Linked DNA regions of Sus scrofa: region 2 is linked to region 1. The links are chromatin contacts, called in public promoter capture Hi-C maps. All regions are on one chromosome and are shown on one strand. The core of a region is the stretch at or near the end of the contact, and the rest is flanking DNA. Distances in the headings are between cores, read along the strand shown. Region 1 holds the start of FAM114A2 (protein FAM114A2). Region 2 holds the start of G3BP1 (G3BP stress granule assembly factor 1).

Region 1 (6,996 bases), core at 2,064-4,563:
TGGAGTCTAGCTGTGGCTACATGCACACTAATTGCTTGCTAAAAGAATGAAAAGATTTAGAAGTCAAATTTGGTCTTTAGTTATACCTCTGTAACTAACTAGCTATGATCTCTCGTGGTCTTAGTTTCCTTATCTACAAGCTGATTACAATTCCTATCTTTGCTTAAATTCTGTAATGTTCCCAGCTTCCCCGTCATGGTTCAAAGCTTATTTTACTCTCTATTTTCTCCAAATAACTCTTCACTTTAAAGTTCGGGTCCTGGTCTTTCCCTCTGCTCAAAACTTCCTGCTCTCTCCACCAACCGTCTGGTGGAAACCTGACCTTCTCTACAATATTCAACTTGCCTTTAACCTTATTCAAGAAGCCTTCACATTTAAGCTCTCGCCTCTACCGTCTTAATGTCAGATTAATTTCTTTTGTCCTGTCCCCTGGCACACAGAGACGACGTGATTGTTAAAACTTCAGTTTACTTTTATCAGCTATCTACCTATCCAAAAGACTGTTAGCTTACCGATGAGAGTCTTAAAAAACTCAGTCCTTGGCAGAGGGTTGGAGGTAACACTGAATTCAGATACTCATTAATGTGGTAGCCAGAAAGATACCTGCTACAAATTTCTCACTAACTTCTCAGTCTCAGGCTCTAGAAATTGTTAAGGGAGAAATACGACAACGTGGAAACAGACCTTTCCAAATTTTAGTGGACAGAACACTCTAGAGTGAATTTTACCTATAACTGATTTTCTCAAACTTCATTTTTTCTGACCACTTAATCTGTGGTGCTTGTTAAAGGCGGTTTCTTGGTCCCACTCAGACTTACTGATTTGGCAACTCTAAGGGTGAGGTCTGGCCATCTGCGTTTTTAATGTGCTTTTTTTTTTTTTTTTTTTTCCTTTTTAGGGCCATACTTTTGGTATATGGAGATTCCCAAGCTAGCGGTTGAACTGGATCAGAGCTATGGCTGCTGGCTTACACCACAGCCACAGCAACGCCAGATCCAAGCCGCCTCTGCAACCTACACATCTCACCACAACGCTGGATCCTTAATCCACTGAGTGAGGCCAGGGATTGAACCTGCATCTTCATGGATATTAGATTTGTTTCTGCTGAGCCATGATAGGAACTCCTGAATGCAGTTTTAATGACCTACAAACGAAGCCTATATATCTTTTGACTGTTATAACCATATTGTAATTCAGTGATTCTTAGTGTGTATAGGAACCTCTGGGGGTCTGGGAGACTTTTTCAAAAGGATTTTCATAATAAAACTAGAATACTGTTTGCCTTTTTCACTCTTCCACAATATGGTGCAGGTTTCTGGAGGCTACATAATGAATATCACAAGAGAATGAATGCAGGAGACATGAGAATCTAACTATGTTCTAATAAGCCAGATATTAAAGAAACTTGTAAAAATGTAAAACAATGCTGTTCTGGTCAATAACTTTTTTGGGGAAAATATTCTTTTTCTTTTTTTGCCTTTTCTAGGGCTGCTTCCCACAGCACATGGAGGTTCCCAGGCTAGGGGTCTAATTGGAGCTGTAGACGCTAACCTACACGACCTACTCCACAACTCACGGCAACGCCGGATCCTTAACCCACTGAGCAAGGCCAGGGATGAAACGCGAGACCTCATGGTTCCTGGTCAGATTCCTTAACCACTGTGCCACGATGGGAACTCCGGGAAAATATTCTTCATAGAAGTGCTACTTATGTTAACATGTAATTCATTCATCATTTAAAATACATTAATAACTTTTTTGAAAGTTGTTTTGATATCTAAAATGGCATACTGATGACTGAAGCTATGCAAAACCTCTTTGACATTCTAAATAAATTTTACAAGAGTCAAAGAATCCTAAGACCAAAAAGTTTGAACTTTTTTTTGCTATATTATCAGCAGTATTTTAAAGATAAGGTTAAGACGTAGTAAAGTGGCTTACTGAGATTCAATTCTTCTCCCCTGCCCCTTGCTTTTTAGAGCGGCACTAGCGGCACAGGGAAGTTCCCAGGCTAGGGTTCAAATCAGAGCTATAGCTGCCAGCCTACACCACAGCCACAGTCACGTGAAATCCGAGCTACGTCTGTGACCTACAGCACAGCTCACGGCAATGCTGGATCCTTAACCCACTGAGTGAAGCCAGGGATCTAACCAACATCCTCACGGATCCTAGTCAGGCTCATTAACTGCTGAGCCATGAAGGGAACTCCCGAGATTCAACTCTTGAACCCCCAATTCTATGCATTTTCCATTACAATAGAAAACCAGAGAAAAACACCTACTTTATACTTAATGTTTTTGGGTTTTTTGGAATAGGTATTTTTAACATGCTCCCAGGTGATAATGATGGCCCTATATTTAAAAAGACACCATTGGAAGCAAAGCAAACAACCCAAAGGGTTTTAGGAAGTGACAATTATTATATACAGACATTAAAACGATAATTCTGAAAGCATTAAATCGAGTTGGAAGACTTGAGTTCTTAAAAGGCCAGGTCCTTTCACCTCTCTGGGACTCAGTTTTTCACATCTGTATAATGAAGGCACCCCCAGTGAGGTTCTGGCTGTCAGTTTGGGTTTCATGCATTCTCCCTGCTCAAGGGCAACTGAAGAAATACATCTTTCTGAAGAGGGGTCAGGAGTGGTTTAAAGTCATAAATCTGAACATGTCACTTTTCTGCACAGAAACCTTCAATGCTTTTCCACTGCTTTCCAAAAAGTCAAAATCCTTATGCTGGTTCGTAGACCCTACAAGATTTGGCCACTTTAAGTCTCCGGTCTCACCTTCCTCTTTTCGCTCCACTCTCAGTAGCCTTTTTCCTTTTCCTTGACCTGGCTCAGTTTGTTTCCACTATACGGGCTTTGCACTCGCTATTCCTTCTGCCTCTTAGACTCTTCTGCAAATCTTCATTAGGTTTACTCCTTCGCTTCGTTTCGTCACTTTATCCTGTTTCATTTTCTTTAAAGCATTCACTATCATCCTAGATAATCATGTTTGCCGACTTGCTTATGGAAGGCCTCCTCCACTAGGACGTCAACTACTTGCGAGCAAGGCTATAGTCGCTCGTAAACCAGGGTATCACAAGCGTCCAGAGTGGTGCCTGAAGAGGAACTCAGTAAACATACGATGGCCGAACGCTTGTAGGCCAGGCTTAAAAAGGGCAGCGATACCCCAGCATCCTTCACGTCGTACCCCGTCCCATAGGTTCAAACCCACGCCTCGGCACGCCCAGGAGCTCCCCAGCAGTGACCCCGAACGAGCCCTCACTCACCAGACGGGTGCGGAGCTTCTTCCGGCCCGAGAGGCTGCTTGACCCGGAAGTTCTCTCGGGTAGGCGAGGCCGTCTCCTCACTGAAGGAGGACTTCCGGGGCACTAGGAGCGGCCCCTCGGCAGCTGTGGCAACGGTGAGGGAAGCGGCGGGTTGCGTGTGGGGCTTCGCGGGAGGAGGCTGGCGGAGTGTGGGGTTCAGGGGTCGCCGGAGAAGGGGAGGGAGAGGCCTGGGGCTGGGAGGCGGGCGCCTCGCGGTGGGCGCTGAGGCTGCGGAAGCGCCTTGGTTATTGAAGCGCAACGCTTGTGTGGGGAGTTCTCGTCAGGAATTCTTAAGTCGGAGAAGTTAGGAGCGGAGCTTTACTCTAGATCTCCGTTTGGCACCTGTTCTTGTAATTGGGAAGAAGGCAGAGCGAATTTTGTTCGTCTAGAGACAAATCGTGGTTAATAACGATAGTAATGATCCGCACAACCACCACGTACTAACGGCGGCTGTTACCCGTGAGCGTTTTTGTGCCAGGCTCTGTTCCGAACCCCTCACACATTCAGTTTCGTCTTTCTCGGAGCCTTGGCAAGTGGTATTACTCGCACCATTTTACAGATAAGAACACGAGAGGCGCAGATAGGTGAACGAACTTTCCCGAGTCAGTGCAGTACAGAGTTGGGAGAAAGTCAGCCTAACCACAGAGCCCTTTATGTTATTTATTATATATAACGTATTCTCTATATGGTTTCTTGTTATGTGTTGTAGCTTGGAGAGTGTAAGGAGAGCCAAAAGGTAACTTTTTAAAAGTGTGTATTTACTCAGCTACACAAGAAGTGGATTGAATTTTGTGCAAGCACTGTGTAGTCTTTCCTATTAGGCCTCTGGAATAAATGGGGCAGAAATTGTTTAAAATTAGCTTTCAGTCTCCAGAGCTTGGCATATAACAGGTACTCAAAAAATGTTTGCAAGTAAATGAATGAATATTTCAGAGTTGTTTTGTATGTCTGTAAGTAGTTGTGTCCAGATTATTTTTTTCCTATGTGTTTTGAAAATGTATAATGTATGTATACGATGTATGGTTTGATAACTAGGATCCATGATGTTATATAAATCTGCTTTTCTTCCTTATGCTTTCCCATTATTTTTCCTGCTGTATTAACTACTCTTGGCATCTGTCTGTATTCCACGTTGTCATACCAGACCTTTGAGCTTTCCTTATGTGTTGTTTCCACACCCTTGAATTCTCTCACTGACATCTTCATCTGTCAAAATCCTAAGTGCCCTTTTAAGGCAGGTGTTGCATGTTCAGATGCCCATGGGGGGTAATCAGGTAACCTAAATGAGTCAGGTGGATTTGGGTGCCGATTATGAGGAACTAGAGAGCACTACCCTATCTAAAAGATATCAGCAACTATTTGGCATGAGCTAGTCAGTAAGTCAGATGTGGGCCGGTTGTTGGCAGATCTTTCAGTTTTACAGTGTAAGTTAGAAATATCTATTTGTATACAAAGTTTCATTTTTAAATGTTAGCAGTTAGTATTAAAAAAAATTTAGGAGTTCCCGTTGTGGCTCAGTGGAAATGAATCTGGCTAGTATCCACGAGGATGCAGGTTCGATCCTTGGCTTTGCATAGTGGGTTAAGGATCTGGCGTTGCCATGACCTGAGGTGTAGTTTGCAGATGCAGCTTGGAGCCTGTGTTGCTGTGGCTGTGGCTAGCAGCTGTAGCTCCGATTCGACCCCTAGCCTGGGAACCTCCATATGCTACTGGTTCGTCCCTAAAAAGACAAAAAGACCAAAAAAATAAAATAAAAAAAGTCTAAACACTATGCAGGCGAAATGAAAACATCTGTATGCCTGATTTGGGACTCACAATCCCAGTTTGTGGTCACTATTTTGTGCTTTTTTTCAGATATGAAAAATCCATGGATGTTCTCTTTTGATCCTGGCATACTTTTCCTTGCTCTCTGTTCTTTTAACAGTTTGGGTGTACCTCAATTATAGTGCTACTTCCAGTTAGTTACTAATATGTCTTTTTAGTATATTAGAAACATTTTGATGACACTGATGCATTGGGTCTAATTATATACTTTATTACATAAATATTGGAACAAAATAATGTGCTTGTTTATATCCAAGGTCTGTGTGTGTGTATGTATGTCTGAGATACATTTATTTCTCCCCTGGTAATATTTGGTTATCTGGAAACCAGCACCTGCTCTTTGTAAAAAGTCCAACATTATTTGGCTTTAATTGCCAAAGAGCTGAGCTTCTGGAAGGAATTAAATTGGTTACCATTGCTTTTTAAAAGCTGCTCTGGGAGTTCCCAGCTATGACACAGTGGGTTAGGAATCTGGCTGCAGAGGCTCAGGTTGCTGAGGAGGTGCAAATTTGATCCCTACCTGGTGTGGTGGGTTAAAAGGGTCTGGCACAGCTGCTGTGTAGGGCACAGGTGTGGTTTGGTTTCAGTCCATGGCTTGAGAATGTCCATATGCCACAGGTGCGGCCATTAAAAAAAACAAAACAAAACTGATGTAAATCCTATTCTGATAGCTTAGATTTCATAATCTCTGTAAAATAATTGAGGTAGGAATGATTCAAGATTAATAAGATTTTTAAAAAGATGTCAGGAAAAGTTGATAAATTGGATTCACTGAAATTAAGAACTTTTGCGCATCTTTAAGAAAAGGATGAAAAGATAAGCTATAAACAAATCACTTATCTGACAAAGGACTTGAATCTAGAATATAAAAAGAGCTCTCAAAACTCAACAGTAAAAAAAAAAAATCCTATTAGAAAATGAGCAAAAGATCAAATATTCTTTCACTGAAGAGGGTATATAGATGGCACATAAGCATATAAAAAATGTTCAGTATCATTAGCCATTAAAGACATGCAACTTAAAGCTCAAAGCCATAGTTAGATATCATAACACACCTACCAGAATAGTTCAAATAAAAAATAACACCAGCAAATGCTAATGAGAATGAAGAGAATTTGATCACTCCTACATTGCTGTTGGGAATGTAAAATGGTTTAGCTGTTCTGGAAAAGACTATGGCAACTTCTTATAAAACTAAACAAGTGCTATCGATTGCACTCTGGTCATTTATTCCAGGGAAATGAAAGCTTATATTCCTATAAAAACCAGTATATGAATATTCATAGCCATTTTATTTGTAATTGCCCTAAACAGGGACTGGCCTAGACATCTTTCAATAGGTAAATGGTTAAACAACTGATAGATCATACCAGGGAACATTACTCAGCAATAAAAAGGGAGAAACTACTAATACAACAACTTAATGGATCTTGAGGGACTTAATGCTGAGTGAAAAAAGGCAATCTCAAAAGGCTACAAATTCTGTGACTGCATTTATACAACATCTTTAAATGACAAAAGTATGAGATAGAGAATATCAGTAGTTGCTGTGTGTTAGAAGGAGGGTGGGACATGGCTAAAAAGGAATAATAACAGAAGGATTCTTGTAATCGAATTTTTCTGTGTCCTGATTGTGGTAATGGTCACATAAATCTGTGCATGTGATAAAGTTTTATAGAACTAATTACAAGTGCACAAATGAGTCCGTGTAAAACTAGTGAAATCTGAATAAAGCTGGTGGATTGTATCTTTCAGCATCCTGGTTGTGATATGCTATAGATGCACAAACTTCTACTGTGGGGGAACTGACTGAAGGATTTGTTAGACCTTTCTGTATTATTTCTTAACCTTGTGTGAATCAGT
Region 2 (6,996 bases), core at 2,122-4,621, 2.2 Mb after region 1:
GCAAAGGCCTGAGCCCACAAGAGAGCCTCTGACTGCTTTCGGCTTTGTAAAGCCCCTACTCTCCCACTTTTCCTGTGCACATCATTTCTACGGCTTCACTCTATCGTCCTGATTGCAAGTCAGCTTTCCCGACCAAGGCCAGACAGGGTGTCCAGGAATACGAGAAAAAACAAACAGAAAGCTGAGTTTTTAACTTAATATAAATCTAGTCAACCACCACAGTGTCATCACCAACTGTAAATGAGATCACAGTTGCTGGGCCTAAATTTATCTCCGTGACTGGAAGGACAAGTACTACACTAAAGGCTCTTCCCACTAGCTATTAAAAACTGACTGGGGGAGTGAGGGGGGTGTTTCCTTATCTACCTACTTTAACCATCAGCTCCCTTTGTAAAGTCAGTTAATTCTGCACAAGGCGGGCTTAAAGCACAATTAAATGAATATACATTCTTGAATTCCAAAATATTTTAAAAAAACAAATTCCACTGCAAAATGTTGAATTATCAAGCGGGTAATTTTATTAAACCAACAAAAAGAAAAATTGGTTTAGGTCACACATTCAGGCTTTATACCAAATTTCATCTTTTAACACTATTCCATCCATCCTAAGAACCATATTCGATTCATGAACCTATAAAAACGTAAAACTAACCTCTGCCTTTTACTTCTATGCAAAGTGCTAAAACCAATAAAATCACAAAAAAAACTGCAAAGTAGGTCACCAACAAACATTACCAAATCTCCTGATGTTCCCTTAGCACACTGTCAGCTGAGAACAGCAAAGCAGAGTGAGTTAAATAAAGAACAAAGAATTGCCTACTTTTCTACCAGTCAGAAGAGGTACAAAAGCTCAAATTCAAAGGATTTAGCAATAAAACCTCTAGCTTGGCTGGGAGGCAGGAAGGTAGACAAATTTTATATTAATCACAATCTGCTTCAATTCATTCGTTCCTGACAAATGAATGCACAAGAGGTCAACTGGCCTATCCATCTGTGAATTACCAGTTTTCATATTCCTGCCCAACTGATAACCATTTGCCCAAAGTCAAAAACAGTATTTTTTTAAACATCTGAATGGGAAACTATCAAAAATTTCCCTCAATTAATGCATAAAGAACTTTCTGACATATTTTGCCTCCAGAAATAACTAGCTGAACTCAAACCTAACAGTTCAATGTATGTCATCACAATGTTATAACATTTAGTAACTTAAAATGCTAATTCAATAGTTAACTGGTGTCTAAATGCAGGTAACTGGAATTGCTACAGGAAGGCAAGCTCCAAGGAAAACAATGTTATAATCTAAAGCTACCTGTTATTCATGACAACCCCAACAAAGAACTTGTCTTTATAATATTTTGGTCCTTTATCCTACTGTTACTTTCTTTTAAGAAATATGGAAATTACTTGTTAAATGGAAATACTTAAAAATAATAAGCTTCCTCTTAGCTTTTTAATTTCCTACAAGGATCTAAAAATTATGTTTCCTCTGGCTGCAAAAAAAAAATCTTAAAAACTAATCCTAAAAAGTGTCTGCACACACAGAATAAATTTCTTTACAATAAAGAGAAAAAAAATTGAAAGCCACCCCAATAAAAAGTATTCAGAAAAGCTAGCCCCCCCAGTTTTATTGCAGCTTTAGCTCAAGTAGCCATTTGTGATGCAAAGTAATGATTCGAACCTGCAACACAGGAACATTTATTACTTTTACCTTAATACACTAGCCTAAAGAAATATAACTCTACTAGAAATACTTAAACACAAGTCTTTGAAGGTACCTTCTACATTTGCATGTAACAGGAGCACATGCAACAATGCTAAATAGACAGACTTTCATCCACAGAAGATCCCAACCGCCTTAAGGGTAAGATTTCCAATTCCAAGAGCTATCACCCCTAACGCACCGAGCTTAGGCTCCACAGAGGTCAAATGTATACTCTAACTGGGCACCAAGGTTTCCATTCCAATTTCAAATTTTAACTTACACATGCTGGCTAGATCTGAAACGCCTCAAAGTGCAACCTCATTTTCCTCGACTATAAAACGAGGAAGTCAAACAATCTTCTCCAAGGTCTTTCTCGAAAGTCTGCCCCAATTAAAAAATGAAGCAAAGATTCAAGATATCAAGGCCTAACTTCCTGCTGGTGGGAATTTCCCATCGTCAGCCTACTACGTTTCAAATCTGACAGCACACTGTCCAGGTTCAGTTGCACTTAGTCATTTTATTCTGTCGTTTCCCCAGAAGCTTTTAAGGCAGCACGTCCGTCAGCCACCTGTAGGAAAACCTGTCGCAAGGAGGCCCAAACCCTTTCTCTTCCTTGGTCACAGACCCACGCCCAACCCTTGTCTCCCTGGAAGCCCACAACTGGCCCAACTACAAATGCCGCTGCAGTCGACCTTCCGAGGCTGGTACTGTCCCCAGGGACTAGTGCTCTGGGGGCAAAGGTGCCCTGGAGCCGCACACGGCGCTGCAACAAAGACTACAATAGACTTGGGGGACGAGGAGTCAGGTGGCCTGCGTTCAAATTCCTGTCCCTAACGATCTGTGTTCGACCGTGTCACTCCACCGCTGGGCCTTCGAATCCGCTGTAAACATTAGAAAATCATGGTACCTACCTCATCGGGACATTGCGGGACTAAAGGGGAAACACACAAGGTGCGCACGACTGTGCCTGGCACAGAGGGAGGGCTTAGAAGATGAGTAGTTAGTACTATCATCATTCGACATCCACGAAGTCGCTGCTTACCCTTCACTCGCTGTAAAAGCTTGGGGGGCAGCACTTCTGCTTCCCGAGTCCAGAAATTCTCATCGCACTTTCGTGCCCCCCCCCCCCCATAAAAGCCTTCTCTGGTCTGGGATTAAGCTGGAGCTACAGCCAGGAAAGGACTCGGATGGCGCGTGGGGGTGCGGGCGGGAAAAGCTGGCGAGCTCGCCGCGCGGGGCCCCAGGCCCTCGAGAGCACTCTGGGGCTCGGGCGGCGGCTGCGGCTCGCTCTCGCCCCGCGTGGCCGTTGGGCGCGGCACGCGCACGCCGCGAACGCGGACACGGCCACGCGCGCCGGCCGGTGGGGGCGGGGGGCGGAGAGCTCCTGCGCGCCCGTGCGCCTGCCGCGCGCGCCTGCGGCCGTTGGGGCGGAGGTGGGGAGGGGGAGCTCGCACAGTCGCCGTTCGGACGTCTCCCTCTCACCTCTGCCCCAGCTCGCCCTCCTACCGGTCCAGCCCCGCCCACACCCTGCCGTACCTGCACGGCTGAACGGGAGAGGAACAAGCTCTGCTCCACCGCAAGGCAAAAGGCAAATACCCTTCACGCAACTGCGTCCGCACACACGCGTGCTCCGTCGCCGGGCTATATAACCGAGACTCAGACTAACTTGTTGCGGCCAAGTCGGGCAGGCTAGTGGCCAATCCCGACGGCGTCCTCTGAGCTCTTCGCGCAGCAATTGGGTACTGACTCAGGATGAAGGCGTGGCTCTTGATTGGCTTTGACTTTTGCCTATGAGCCTGTAAGGATCTCGTTTCCCTAGTGACGGATTGGCACTGAGAGAGACCAATAACGGAAAGGTACGGTGGGGAAGGGGCTGGGAACTTCTTTGACCGATATCCACGGTAGCCAATAAGTGCGTGCAGCCGTTCCCATTCGTTAAAACGTCTTCCCCTGGGCGGAGATCCGTTTTCCATGCAGGAGCGGTTGATCCACAAGGTGGGGCCCTTGTACTTTGGGGAAGTAAACCCCAAGCAACTAGGAGGTGGGCGCCAGGGTGGCTGGGGGGCCCCGGCCCAATCGCAGCGCGGAAAAGAGGTGATTGACGCCGGGGTTGAACGGTACCGAGGAGGCTGAGCCCCGGGGGCCGCCTTGCCTTCTGGGGAGGTTCTGAGGCTTTCTTGGCCCCGGCTTCTGTCCTTTTCCCTTTCCTTTCTTCACTTGTTGGGTGCGGTCCCTGAGGCCCCCTTCTCCCGCTTTTCCCGCACAATTTGGTACCAGCCGAACCAGATGGTGAAGTTTCCCGTTGCTTTATTTTATTTTTTTCCTCTTATGCCAACTTTTTTATTTCCACGCGGCCGCCTAAGGGCACTTGCTGGTTCTCAGCATTAGTCAGCACTATTACTGGACAACCGTTCAAGGAAAGCCAGAGGAGAAGGTAACTCCCGTTGTGTACCTAAGGGCTTGTAAAAAGGTCGCACGTGAAAACTGTTGACTTTGAGGACACTCGTTTCTACTCTGCCCTTCTGGGCAAGTGCTGCTGCAGGTCGGCTAGTGGGTGTTGACCGAGGAACAAGAGTTTGTTCATTCTCCCGGCAGCTTGGCCCTTCCTGTAACATCCTGTGCGTCACCACCATTGTCATTCCCATTTCCAGTTGCCCTAGGTGTGGGGCCTTATTTCTTGTAGTCGTTACATCTTGAAAAGGTAGTTTGTCAAACTCCTATGGACACCCCAAAGCGTCCCTAAAACACCAGAGGCTAAGTGACGCTCCAGCCCGGTCCTGTCCACGTCTTCTAGCCTTTTGTTAGGCCCTCTATTGGTCACCCTGAGCATTTCACATGGAAATACAGAGACACGCCTCGTTTGAGTCTCCTTTGCAGGCACGTGGTCCTGGGGAGGGTCTCAAAATTTTGTAAATTTGGAAATAATGCACGTGGAGCCTCTGCTGGGGGCGAAAGGACAGGGGAGGCAGCCTGGTGGGGTCGGGGTGCAGCCCCAGAAGCTAAATGGGAGCGTCCCTCTGCCCCCCGCCCCCCAAGCCCCACTCCTGCATCAGCCTCTCTCATTCAGCACTTAATGAACTCCAGGGGCTGGGGTCAGGGATGATCAAGATGCTGCTGACCCTGCTTGCTGCCACCCATTGAACAAACCAGGGCCTGGAAGCTCCTCCGCGAGCTCGGGGAAACTGGGGAAGGGGCATATGGGACTTTGGGGGCAAGGAAGGGATCTCGGCTCAGAGGAGAGGATCCGCCACAGGTTTTCTGATTTAAGGAACCTCCAGGATCTCGTTAGCCTTACTAAGGAATTTGGACTTTACTCGGAGGGAGATGAGGAGCCCGTGAAAGATTTCTTAAAAGGTGGACGAGGACATTTGCAGGTTTTTTTTTTTTTTTTAGGCCCCCCCCCCCAGCATATGGAAGTTCCCAGGCTAGGGGTCAAATCAGAGCTATAGCTGCTGACCTACAGCACAGCCGCAGCAACACCAGATCCGAGCCATGTCTGCGACCTGCACCACAGCTCATGGCAATGCAGGCTCCTCACTGAGCAAGGCCAGGGATCGAACCCACATCCTTAGAGATACTAGTTGGATTCGTTTCTGCTGCACCACAACAGGAACTCTGACATTCGCAGTTTTCAAGACAACTTTACAAACTGAACTGCTAATCAGAGCAGACTGGCTGTGAATCTTGGAATTCACAGATGAGGTTATTTAACCCAGGCAGCCTGTGATTGGGCTATTCTTAATCACATTTGGAGGGAATTTTAAATGATATAGCTGTTTTTGTAAGGCTCTTTGGCAATCTGTTAAAATTGTGTATGTGGGCGTTCGAGTCATGGCTCATCGGAAATGAATCTGACTAGCATTCATGAGGACGCAGGTTCAATCCTTGGCCTCAATCAGTGAGTAAAGAATCTAGTGGTACCTTGAGTTATGTAGGTCGCAGACGAGGCTTGGATCTGGTGTTGCCATGGCTGTGGTGTAGGCCACAGCTACAGCCTCAATTTGACCCCTATCCTGGGAACCTCCATATGCCACAGGTGCAGCCCTAAAAAAAAAAAGATAAAATTGTCTATACCACCCTTCTTGCAAAATAGACACATTTCTAGAGTGTTCATTATACGCACTGTCAGCTTTGTTAGGATATTTAGAAACTGAAAATGTAGTTGCTTATCAGTTTGCAAACAGATTAATCAGTGACATGCCGACAATATAGAATATTATGTAGCATTTTGAAGGAGAGCAAGATAGGAGTTCTCTCCTGGCACAGCAGGTTAAAGGTCCAGCATTGCCTGCAGTGTCTTGGATAGCTACTGTGGTGTAGGTTTCCAGCCCTGGCCTGGAAACTTCCAAATGCTGCAGGTGTGGCCAAGGAATAAAAAATAAATAAAAATATAAAAGAGAGGAGTTCCAGAGTCCCGTTGTGACTCAGTGGTTAATGAATCCGACTAGGAACCATGAGGTTGCGGGTTTGATCCCTGGCCTCGATCAGTGGGTTAAGGATCCAGTGTTGCCATGAGCTGTGGTGTAGGTCGAAGATCCCGAGTTGCTGTGGCTCTGGCGTAGACCAGAGGCTACAGCTCCGGTTAGACCCCTAGCATGGGAACCTCCATATGCTGCAAGTGCAGCCCTAGAAAAGCCAAAAAAAAAATGGAGTTCCTGTTGTGGCTTTGTGGGTTAAGAACCTGACATAGTGCCCATGAGGATGCAGGTTAAGGATAAGGCATTGCCACCCACGAGTCACAGATGCAGCTCCGATGCGCCATTGCTATGGCTGTGGTATAGGCCTCAGCTGCAGTTTCGATTTGACCCCTAGCCTGGGAACATCCATATGCCACAGGTGTGGCCATAGGGGGCGAAAAAGTGAACTATATAGCTATGAAGCTGGTCTCCAGTTTTTTTGTTTATTTGATTGTTCGCGGGGTTTTTTTGGGGGGGTCTCTTTAGGACCACACCCATGACATATGGAAGTTCCTAGGTAGGGGTCAAATTGGAGCTGCAGCTGTCAGCCTACACCACAGCCACAGCAACGTGGGATCCGAGTCCAGTCTGCAACTTACACCACAGCATGTAGCAACGCCAGATCTTTAACCCACTGAGCATGGCCGTGGATTGAACCCAAGTCATGGATACTGTTCGGGTTTGTTACCACTGAGCCAGGTGGTTACCAAGAACTCCCAGTCTCCCATTTTTAATTGGATTGTTAACTGAAGAAATATCAAGTTGAACAAAACATACAGTGAATTCCCATTTATTTAAAAAGGAAAAAAACAAAACTGATTTCTATGTTAAAAT

The links. Promoter capture Hi-C pulls out the DNA fragments that hold promoters and counts their contacts.
Region 2: a promoter capture Hi-C map of liver shows a contact between it and region 1, with 4 times the contacts expected there. The contact joins the promoter of G3BP1 here to the promoter of FAM114A2 in region 1. A contact is called at or near these places in 1 of 5 promoter capture datasets (liver) and 1 of 2 datasets of contacts at active chromatin or transcription factors (skeletal muscle).

The regions. Positions count from the first base shown.
Region 1 is chr16:69,118,202-69,125,197 of Sscrofa11.1, forward strand. FAM114A2 (protein FAM114A2) reads left to right here and starts at 3,314. Exons shown (of 14, transcript XM_013984903.2): 1 at 3,314-3,404. It overlaps MFAP3 (microfibril-associated glycoprotein 3), which reads right to left and starts at 3,352. Exons shown (of 4, transcript XR_001301941.2): 1 at 3,271-3,352.
Region 2 is chr16:71,272,713-71,279,708 of Sscrofa11.1, forward strand. It overlaps G3BP1 (G3BP stress granule assembly factor 1), which reads right to left and starts at 3,372. Exons shown (of 12, transcript NM_001205405.1): 1 at 3,242-3,372. It overlaps LOC100514500, which reads left to right and starts at 4,017. Exons shown (of 2, transcript XR_002339616.1): 1 at 4,017-4,139.